Linked DNA regions of Mus musculus: region 1 is linked to region 2. Evidence: chromatin contacts called from public HiChIP or PLAC-seq data. All regions are on one chromosome and are shown on one strand. The core of a region is the stretch at or near the end of the contact, and the rest is flanking DNA. Distances in the headings are between cores, read along the strand shown.

Region 1 (4,285 bases), core at 650-3,149, 250 kb after region 2:
TCTATCTCCCTTTCTGCAATGATCCATGAACCCTAGGAGAAGGGAAGTTACAATATAGGTGTCTGATTTAGGGATGGGTGTTCTATAATCTTTGAATCTCTGTACCTTGACCAGTTGTGGGTCTCTTTGGTACTTACCATCTATTACAAATAGAAGTGCCTCTGATGAGAGACAAGTCATATGTTAGCTAGTATGTGTCTCTAGGCCAAGTGGGCAGGCTAGTGAAAGAACCATTATTGGAAGTAGTTTTAGCATATTTTTTTTATCAAACATGTCATATTGGAGTTCACTGTGTCAAAATTTCAAGCCACGCTAAATGCTTGCAGTGAGAGAGGGTGGGAGACTCCGGGTCTCACATAGCTTTGTTGCCTTTGCTTGCATAGAGGCCTTGGAATCCTGAGATCACTGAATAGTTTGCTTAGAAACAGTGCTTACCTTGAGTGCATGAAGCCCTGAGTATGTTCCCTGGTAAAACACCCTCTCTCTCTCTCTCTCTCTCTCTCTCTCTCTCTCACACACACACACACACACACACACACACACACACACTCACACACTCACACATAAACATACATACACATTCACACACACACACACACACACTCACACATAAACACACATTCATACTCATGCACATATACACACATACACAAAGCAATTAACTGGAGTTATTATTTATAGCTTAAGTGTTTTAAATTTCTAATTACTGAAAATATTAATTGATAATATTTGTGAACTTTCAAGAGATTAGAAACTTTCCTGGGTTTATATTGATGTATTGCTCCACGTTAGAGGAAGTTTGGTCTTTGTATGGACTTGCACACATCCTGTAATGGATGTCAGCATACATGGTGGTAAGTTACAGAGTCAGGACGATGGTATGAATGCTTAGGAAAGCAGATAAGTCTCAGGGGCAAGGTGGTCTCTTCCTATTTCAGTTTTTTTTTTTTGAGAAATAATATCCATTCATGTATTCTTTTCATTTTTTTTAAAAACCCAATACTACTTTAAAATGTTTTCATGCATTAAAATGAAGAGTTCTTTCATTAAAACTGTGCCCCTTTAATAGTTTAAGGATTCTTTTTAATTCTATCCTACTTTCCAACCTTATTTTTCTGTCTTGTGTTAGGAAACCCTAATAGGAGTTGTCTGTATATTGAATTTTTTCTTGGACATAATTGTTACTTATCAATCTGTTGTATATTTTAATCCTTTTTTCTCCTTACAGACTGGTGAATTTTCAGCTCGTTTTCTATTGAAGTTACCAGTAGATTTCAGCAACATTCCCACATACCTTCTCAAGGTAAAACTATGTATTATCAATAAGAGAATGCAAATCAGAATAAAATAAGAGAATACGAATACTGTGATCGTTTAGCTCAATATTTGTATGCCTTGTTTCTTCTTATTTTGTTCCAGATAGTGAATTCTAATAAGATGCTTAGTGCAGGAAAATCCGTTGGAATTGTTTTCTTCAGCTACTGTACTAACCTTAAAAGTTGTTTAGGCGTGAGGTTTTTGTTCAAGGTGATTATACATTAGTAGTGTAAATAAATTACACTTGGGAAAATCAGTTTGATTTAGTAATCTTACTGGGATGGAAGACTCATAGATTTTGTCCAAGGCATTCTACATATTAAAAATGCTTAAAAGGCATTTCAACTTCTTTATGTCAGCAACTGAACTCAGGTACCTTCAAAGTTGGGCTATCTCAGAGATTCATTAAACTAATTAGAACAGTATATATAGCATTTGTTAAAGTGAGATAGAGGCCCAGGGAACAGCTATTTGAAAGAGTTCCTTACATGCTCCATAGAGAAGAGGTAGTCTTCAAAAGACTACTTGTGGCTAGTGAAAGAAACCACATAGATCAGAGAGCAAGTTCTGAAAAGGAAATGCTAAGGCAGAGGCCCAGCCTACTCAGGTGAGGATTTAAGACTTGGCAGGCTGCCCTCAGTTCTTTCAGCCTGTCCTTCTTTAGTTTCAGTCTAATCTTTAAATGTCTCTGCCGTATTGTTTTGTGGTTTCTTTTCTGTGTAGCCCTGGCTGTCCTAGAACTCAATTTGTAGACCTAGCTGGCCAGGAACTCTGATATCCACCTGTCTCTGCCTCCCAAGTTTTAGAATTAAAGGCATGTACCACCACTGCCAGGCTGAAATTTTTGCCTTCTTAATTTGATGTTGTTCCAGAACTGATTGGATTTTAACTGCTGAGGGAAAAGAAATTAGTAATATCAGCCAGACTCTAGTAATGGCTAGAAACTTGCTGTGCTCTTTGAAGAGCATTTGCATTGGGAACTCCTTGGCATGCTGCTTATATTTGGATGTTCTAACACCTAATTCTTAGGTCTGCAACTGTTTCTGTTGGAATACAAATAAAGTTAACTCTTTGAGCTCCTGGGGTTAGCATATGCTTTGTCATGATGATAGCAGGTTGCCTCACTTTGCCCAATAATTAGCTGGTGAAGCAGAACTTGTGAGCACTGAGATAGCATAAGACAGCCTGCTGATTTGCAGCAGTGAGCCTCATTGCATTATGGAAGGTAACTCACCATCTACTCTTAAGTTCATATTACCAATGATAACAAATACACTTACTAATGGAGTTTTTGATGTTAGGATGTGTGATTTAATAAATATTCTATGATATGATTTCACTTTTTATTGTAAGTGGAAATGGCTCTTAACATGATAATATCTAACTTAAAACCCTGAATTTTACTTTGGTTGAGCTAAGTCAAGGGCTTAGATAAATGAATTACTCAAGTAAAAACTCAATCAGTAGAAAAACAGTTTTCTAGCTGCTACTCTTTATTTTCAAGCGCTAGAAATTGAACACAAACTCAGGTAAAGTAAAGGGAAAAATGCACTCTGCTTCTGGAGTCTGTCTGCACAGCAGCACACTAGCCCGCCCTTTCACAGGTTTCAGTTCGTGTGGATTGACCTTCCAAGTCTGTTTCTTTCAGGCTCAGTTCTCTACCCTATTTGATGTGCTTGTAGGGAGAAATTGTGGTCCATAGGACAGTAGAGAGGCCACTAATCATTGAAGTGTGATTATTCATCATAGTATTTCAACAAAGAAAGATTATTTTGTAATTATATACATCTGACCATGTAGTGACAGGCTCTGTGTCTGAATCCATGAATTTAGCCAAACAAAGATGAAATATTTGGAAAAAAATGGACGTCTACTGAGTGTGTACAGGTTCTTTGTTGGAGGAGGGTTATAATTACTCCATAATATGGTTTAGCAGTTATTTGTAAGACTAGATATTTGAAGTCTACGGGAGGATGCACATATATAATAGGCAAAATACTCTATCATTTTATGTCAAAAACCTAATTCTCAGGCAGATTTTGGCATCCATGTGGAGTCATGGAACCAGTCCCACAAAGATAGTCAGGTATGACTTGTCTCTTTCTTGTAAGAAAGAGTCAATCATTAGAAGATACTGCTCTTAAATTTGTTAGAGTGAAAACTGGCTCTACAGTCTTATTTTTACTATTTGTTTTGTGTGAAATACTAACCCTAACAATATAATACTAAAAGTGCATCGTCTTTTTCCTATTGTTTTCCTAAAACCTACACTTTGTAATGAAAGAAAAGATTCTAATTTTCCTACTAAATTTTTTCATTAATTCAATATGAAGTATTCAAATTCCTCCTCTCTCCTGTCTCCAAGAGGATGCTTCCCCACACCAAACCTCCTGCCTCCCTGGGCCTCAAGTCTCTCCAGGATTAGGCACATCTTCTCCCACTGAGGACAGGCCAGGCATTTTCATTTCTGATTTTGTTAATTTGGATACTGTTTCTGTGTATCCAAGATACACAGGCTAAGGGTTTATCTAGCTTGTTGATTTTCTCAAAGAGCCAGCTTTTTTGTTTTTGTTGATTTTTTTTTTTTAATCATTTTCTTTGTTTCCAATTGGTTGATTTCTGGCCTGAGTTTGATTATTTCCTGCCATCTACTCCTCTTGGTTGTGTTTGCTTCTTTTTATTCTAGAACTTTCAGGTGTGCTTTTAAGTTGCTAGTGTAGGATCTCTCCAATTTCTTTCTTTTTTTTTTTTTTTGGTTTTTCGAGACACGGTTTCTCTGTGTAGCTCTGGCTATCCTGGAACTCACTCTGTAGACCAGGCTGGCCTGGAACTCAGAAATCCGCCTGCCTCTGCTTCCCAAGTGCTGGGATTAAAGGCGTGCGCCGCCCGGCCCAATTTTTTTATGAGTGCACTTAGTTCAATGAGTTTTCCTCTTAGCACTGCTTTCATTGTGTCCCATAAGTTTGGC
Region 2 (4,588 bases), core at 2,048-4,547:
GATTTCTTTTTCTTTTCTTTTTTTTTTTTTTTTGTAGTCTTATGATTCTAAAGACATTATCTCATGTAAATGATGATTCCTCAGTTTGACAGAAAACTCATGGTCATGTCAGGCTTCTGTAGGATTCTAAAGCCCACGTCCAGCTCACTCTTGCAAATGAAACTGGGGTGCTACTGTTTGCAATTTCTTTCCTCCAGATTAACTAGATCTGGCCATTTTTCTAACTACAGTAATACCTGGTAACTATAAATAGCTAAACATGACTTAAAGGAAGCCCTTCCCATAATCCTCTCCATGGACTTTGAACATGTTTTGTTTAAGGTTCTTAGTCTCCCGATCATAGTCCCCGGTTATGTCTTGACAGACATCAGGACATACTCATGGTTATCACTGTGAGTCTGTAGTAGAGCAGATAGGTCAGAAGGTGTAACCATAAACATTGTGGTCACACATTGAAATTGAAGCTGTTTTCTTTAAGCCTTCCTGGCAATGAAAAGAAAAATATACAGTAAGAATAGCTTGTACAGGTAAGAGGCTGAGTCATTCCATCTTCACGAAATTTGCTAACATATATGTGCTGACTTCAAAATGTTATCAGCTACAGAATCCCAAAGGCCGAAACAATTGAAAAAGCAACATGTAGCACCTTAAGATCTAATGCTGGGGTATGATTTGAATGGGCAAATAAGCCATGAAAAAAAATAAGACTCTCTTCTTGCTGGGATAATATACAGCCATTAAAAATAACAAAGACAGGGCTGGAGAGATGGCTCAGTGGTTAAGAGCACTGACTGCCCTTCCAGAGGTCTTGAGTTCAATTCCCAGCGACCACATGGTGGCTCACAACCATCTGTAATGGGATCTGATGCCCTCTTCTGGTGTGTCTGAAAACAGCTACAGTGTAACCCTTATACATAAAATAAAATCTTTTTAAAAAAATAACAAAGATAGAAGTAGAACATAAGAGCAAATGAAGAAGGTACATAAAATTATTTATATTATGTGATTATAGTTGTGTAAAAAGTTACAAAATATAATTATGAATGGCATTGGTGATTATCCTGGTATGCTGAAATTAATATAGCATTTTTATTGCTTCTGTAATATGCTTTATTTCTGGAATAAATAGAACGGAAAATAAACAGAAATTATCAAATAATTAAACTTTCTTTTTTCTGAGAGGGACAACAGACCTCATCATGCATACCTGGCTAGCCTTAAATTTGTGGTGTTCCTTCTGTTTCTATTTCCCAAGTTCAGGAACTTCGGCCATAAGCCATCATATCAGATCTGATTTTCTACTTCTAATTTTTTTTTTGAGATTTTATTTATTTATTTTGAGACAAGGTTTCACTATGCATCTCTGGTTGTCCTGGAACTTGCTGTGTAGCCCAGGGGAACTTACAGAGATCCCCCTGGCTCTGCCTCTGCCTCTGCCTCTGCCTCTGCCTCTGCCTCTGCCTCTGCCTCTCTGCCTCTCTGCCTCTCTGCCTCTCTGCCTCTCTCTCTGCCTCTCTCTCTCTCTGCCTCTCTCTCTGCCTCTCTGCCTCTGCCTAAGGGCTGAGATTTAAAGCCTGTACCAACCATCCCCAGCATGACTGTCTTTGTTTTTATTCTGCATGCATGGGTGTTTGTCCCAATTATGTCTGTGTACCACATGCTGCAGTGCCTATGGAAGCCAGAGGGGACATCAGATTCCTTTGGTCTGTAGTTACAGAAGGTTGAGAGTTGTCTGTATGAGTGCTCAGAACTGACCCCAGTCCTCTAGAAGAGCAGCCTGTGATTTTAACTGCAGAACCAGCTCTTTATCCCCCAGTTCCTACTTCTAAAATTAAGTGGTTAGACAAGACCTAGCTGCCTAAAGCTCATCTGAGTTCTGATGGTGTATATTTTCTAATAGTCAGGTTCCTCTGCTGTCACTTGTCATAATTCAAGCAGAGTACAGTAACACACTTAGGACCCAGCTGCTTAGGAGGCTGAGAACGTTTTGGAACTGACCTGGGTGGCACAATGAGACAACACCTCTTTTAAAAACAGTCCCAACTCAATAGTCACACTGAAAATGGCCAAGTAAGACTAGAACTTCTTCTGAGTCCACTAGTCTAGGCTCAATATCTTCCTGTGGCATGTTAATTTCCACAGCAAAATTATATTTAAGACTGTAAGTAGATGAAAATTATCAAAGTACTATATTTCCCTTTCTCCTCTGTGAATTTATTTTTTATTATTAACACAAATGAGGACATGCCTGCTCCACGAATGGTTGAGAAGAAGGGTTTTATTGTAGCTATGACAGCAGGATCAGCCAGAGGCATCTGGGAGAAGTCCAGACGAGGGAGAGAAACCAGTGGACAGAGCTTGATCAGCAGGCTGAATTGTGAGAAGAGAGTGGGGCTCTGGAGAGCAAGATGGGGAAAGAAGAGAGAGAAGAGGAGAGAGGGCAAGGGGACCAAGAGAAGAAGCAAGGACCAAGAGGACCAAGAGAGCACATGGCTACCATGGCAGGAATGGGAAGCTGGGGAGGGGACTGAAGCCTCTGTGCTGAAGAGTTAGGGTAGGGGGTGGGGCAAGCAGGGCTGGGAGGAGCCACGAGTACCGAGTGAGCCTCATCCTGGGTTTCTTTGGGACCTGACAATTAATTAAAGTTTGGTACAGATCTCAGTATATAACCAACCCCATGTGGCATTCAAAGAAAACTGGATATTTGGATCTGTGTAGATAAAAACCTTTTGGCTTGGTGTTCCTTCTGGGAAGTAGAACAGCCCAGGCTTGTGAGTCATGGGGTCAGATGTCCTCTACCCATCCCTACGTTAGAGGGTCCATGTCTCAGCCTGGATGTCGTGTTGAGTGTTGTATGGGATGGAAGGCTGACTTGTGAAAGGATCCCTTGTTGCTCCTTGCCCATACCTCTGAAATGCTAAAGCCAGGATGGGAATTGTTCCAATGTTGCCTGGAGAGCTCCTTAGAGGCCAGGGCTGAGATGTTAGCGCAGTACCTGCACAAGGAAGGAACAGATGAGTGGGTGAGTGACAAAGGTTGAGGTGGAGCTCATTATGTGGTAGATGCAGGAGTGTTCACTGAACCCGAGAAATCTGTGAGGCTGGCAGTCACGAGAAGCACGCTGTGAGGTCATCAGTCGGGGGGAGGAGGAGGAGGAGGAGTGTGTGTGTGTGTGTGTGTGTGTGTGTGTGTGTGTGTGTGTGGTTAGAATGCCGCTGTCGCTGTGCTGGCAGAGCCTTCGTCAGAGCCCTGAAAGGGGCTGAGTGGGCTGTGACTCAGCCCTGTGACTCACTCACTGTACTGTGGGCTCCATCCTCTGGGTACATCCTCTGGACCATTGAGTTTAGTCTCAAGCAGAGGAGGGTGAGATCTGGGCCAGCACCTCTGGCTGACTCACCTCCTTGAGCTGAAAGGAAGGAGCCAAAGCCCAATTCTCTTGTACTCTCGTCACTCCGTGCCTCCCCGGGGCTTCACATGCAGACTCAGGCTTTCTGAATGAATAGACTCTGCCTACTTGATTAATGATCCACCCCACCCCCATATTTTCCTGCTCAAACTGCATCGTTTCCCTGGTCCTTCCGTACGGTGGTCTCCTGAGCTTCTGGTATGAATTTGAGGTCAACCTACAAAGATCCTTACAAGACTCTCAAGACCCTCTAGACATTATGGCTCCCCAAACCTTTACAGTTTACCAACCAGTTTTGCATCCCTTGGCCACCCCTGGGGCTAGCAGGCTGGTGCTCACACTGTTCCTCGGGTACAGTAGTTACCTGCTCTGACCAAATAGTTGGCAGAAACAACTTAAGGGGGGGTATTATTTGCTTGTGGTTTCAGAGAGGTCTAACCTTGGATGCCTGGCTCTACAAACATGGATGGAATATCCTGGCAGTGGGAACATGCAACCAGCCACTCTCCTCATGGTTGGCAGGAAGCAGAGGAAACTATAAAGGCCCACACACTAGGGGCAACCTTCAAAGGCGTGACCCCAGCTACCTGGCTCTTTCCAACCAGGTTCCACTTAAAGTGGAACCTTCACAAACCAGCACCATTAACTCAGAGCCAAGCATTTAATTCATGACCTGGCAAGGTTGCACGCTCGAATCGCAAAAGAAAGACATGGAAGCCCCAAGAGGAGAGGAATTAGGAGAGAGGTTCATGAAGGGCATTGGCGGACAAAGGTAGAGAGGGCAGGGCTGCCCAGGCGAACTGAAGGCATTGGGTTGGTGGTGGGCTTGGGACAGGGGACAGTGTTGTGACATGACAGGACAAGGAAGATGGCTGTATAGGAGTGGGAGTCAGGGACAAATGGATTTCTTAGAGTTTTAAGGTTTCAGGTAGCCCAGGTTGGCTTCGGACTCACTATGTAGCTGAGGATGATTTTGAACTCCGGCTCCTTCTGCCTCCATCTCCCAGTGTTGGAGATTGTAGGTGTACATTATGTCGACTTCTATGGAAGAGAAAGGAAGAGCTACTGAGGGTTTTAAACAGGGGGTGCTAAAAAGTAACTCGCTAGGGAGGTAGTATTGGAAGAAACTGGAGCTGGGCTGCTGCGGGCTGCTGGGGGCTCTGGAGATACTGAGGACAGCAG

What was found. HiChIP or PLAC-seq counts read pairs in DNA pulled down with a chosen protein or histone mark.
Region 1: a contact with region 2 is called in a BATF HiChIP or PLAC-seq map of CD8 T cells, with 7 read pairs. The contact joins two enhancer-like sites. A contact is called at or near these places in 2 of 15 datasets of contacts at CTCF or cohesin (CD8 T cells and the NIH/3T3 cell line) and 3 of 115 datasets of contacts at active chromatin or transcription factors (CD8 T cells, bone marrow-derived macrophages and memory CD8 T cells).

What each region holds. Positions count from the first base shown.
Region 1 is chr5:31,829,857-31,834,141 of GRCm38.p6, forward strand. Babam2 (BRISC and BRCA1 A complex member 2) reads left to right here. Exons shown (of 12, transcript NM_144541.1): 6 at 1,229-1,303. Among named protein-coding and RNA genes, the nearest start is that of Babam2, 130 kb to the left of the region's middle. Within about 2 kb of position 1,900, at least 38 of the 459 cell types and tissues checked have an H3K27ac peak or open chromatin away from gene starts, as enhancers often do. A contact at or near this core is called in CD8 T cells and memory CD8 T cells, where this site is marked.
Region 2 is chr5:31,573,549-31,578,136 of GRCm38.p6, forward strand. No RefSeq gene overlaps it. Among named protein-coding and RNA genes, the nearest start is that of AI839979, 4.4 kb to the left of the region's middle. Within about 2 kb of position 3,298, at least 79 of the 459 cell types and tissues checked have an H3K27ac peak or open chromatin away from gene starts, as enhancers often do. A contact at or near this core is called in CD8 T cells and memory CD8 T cells, where this site is marked.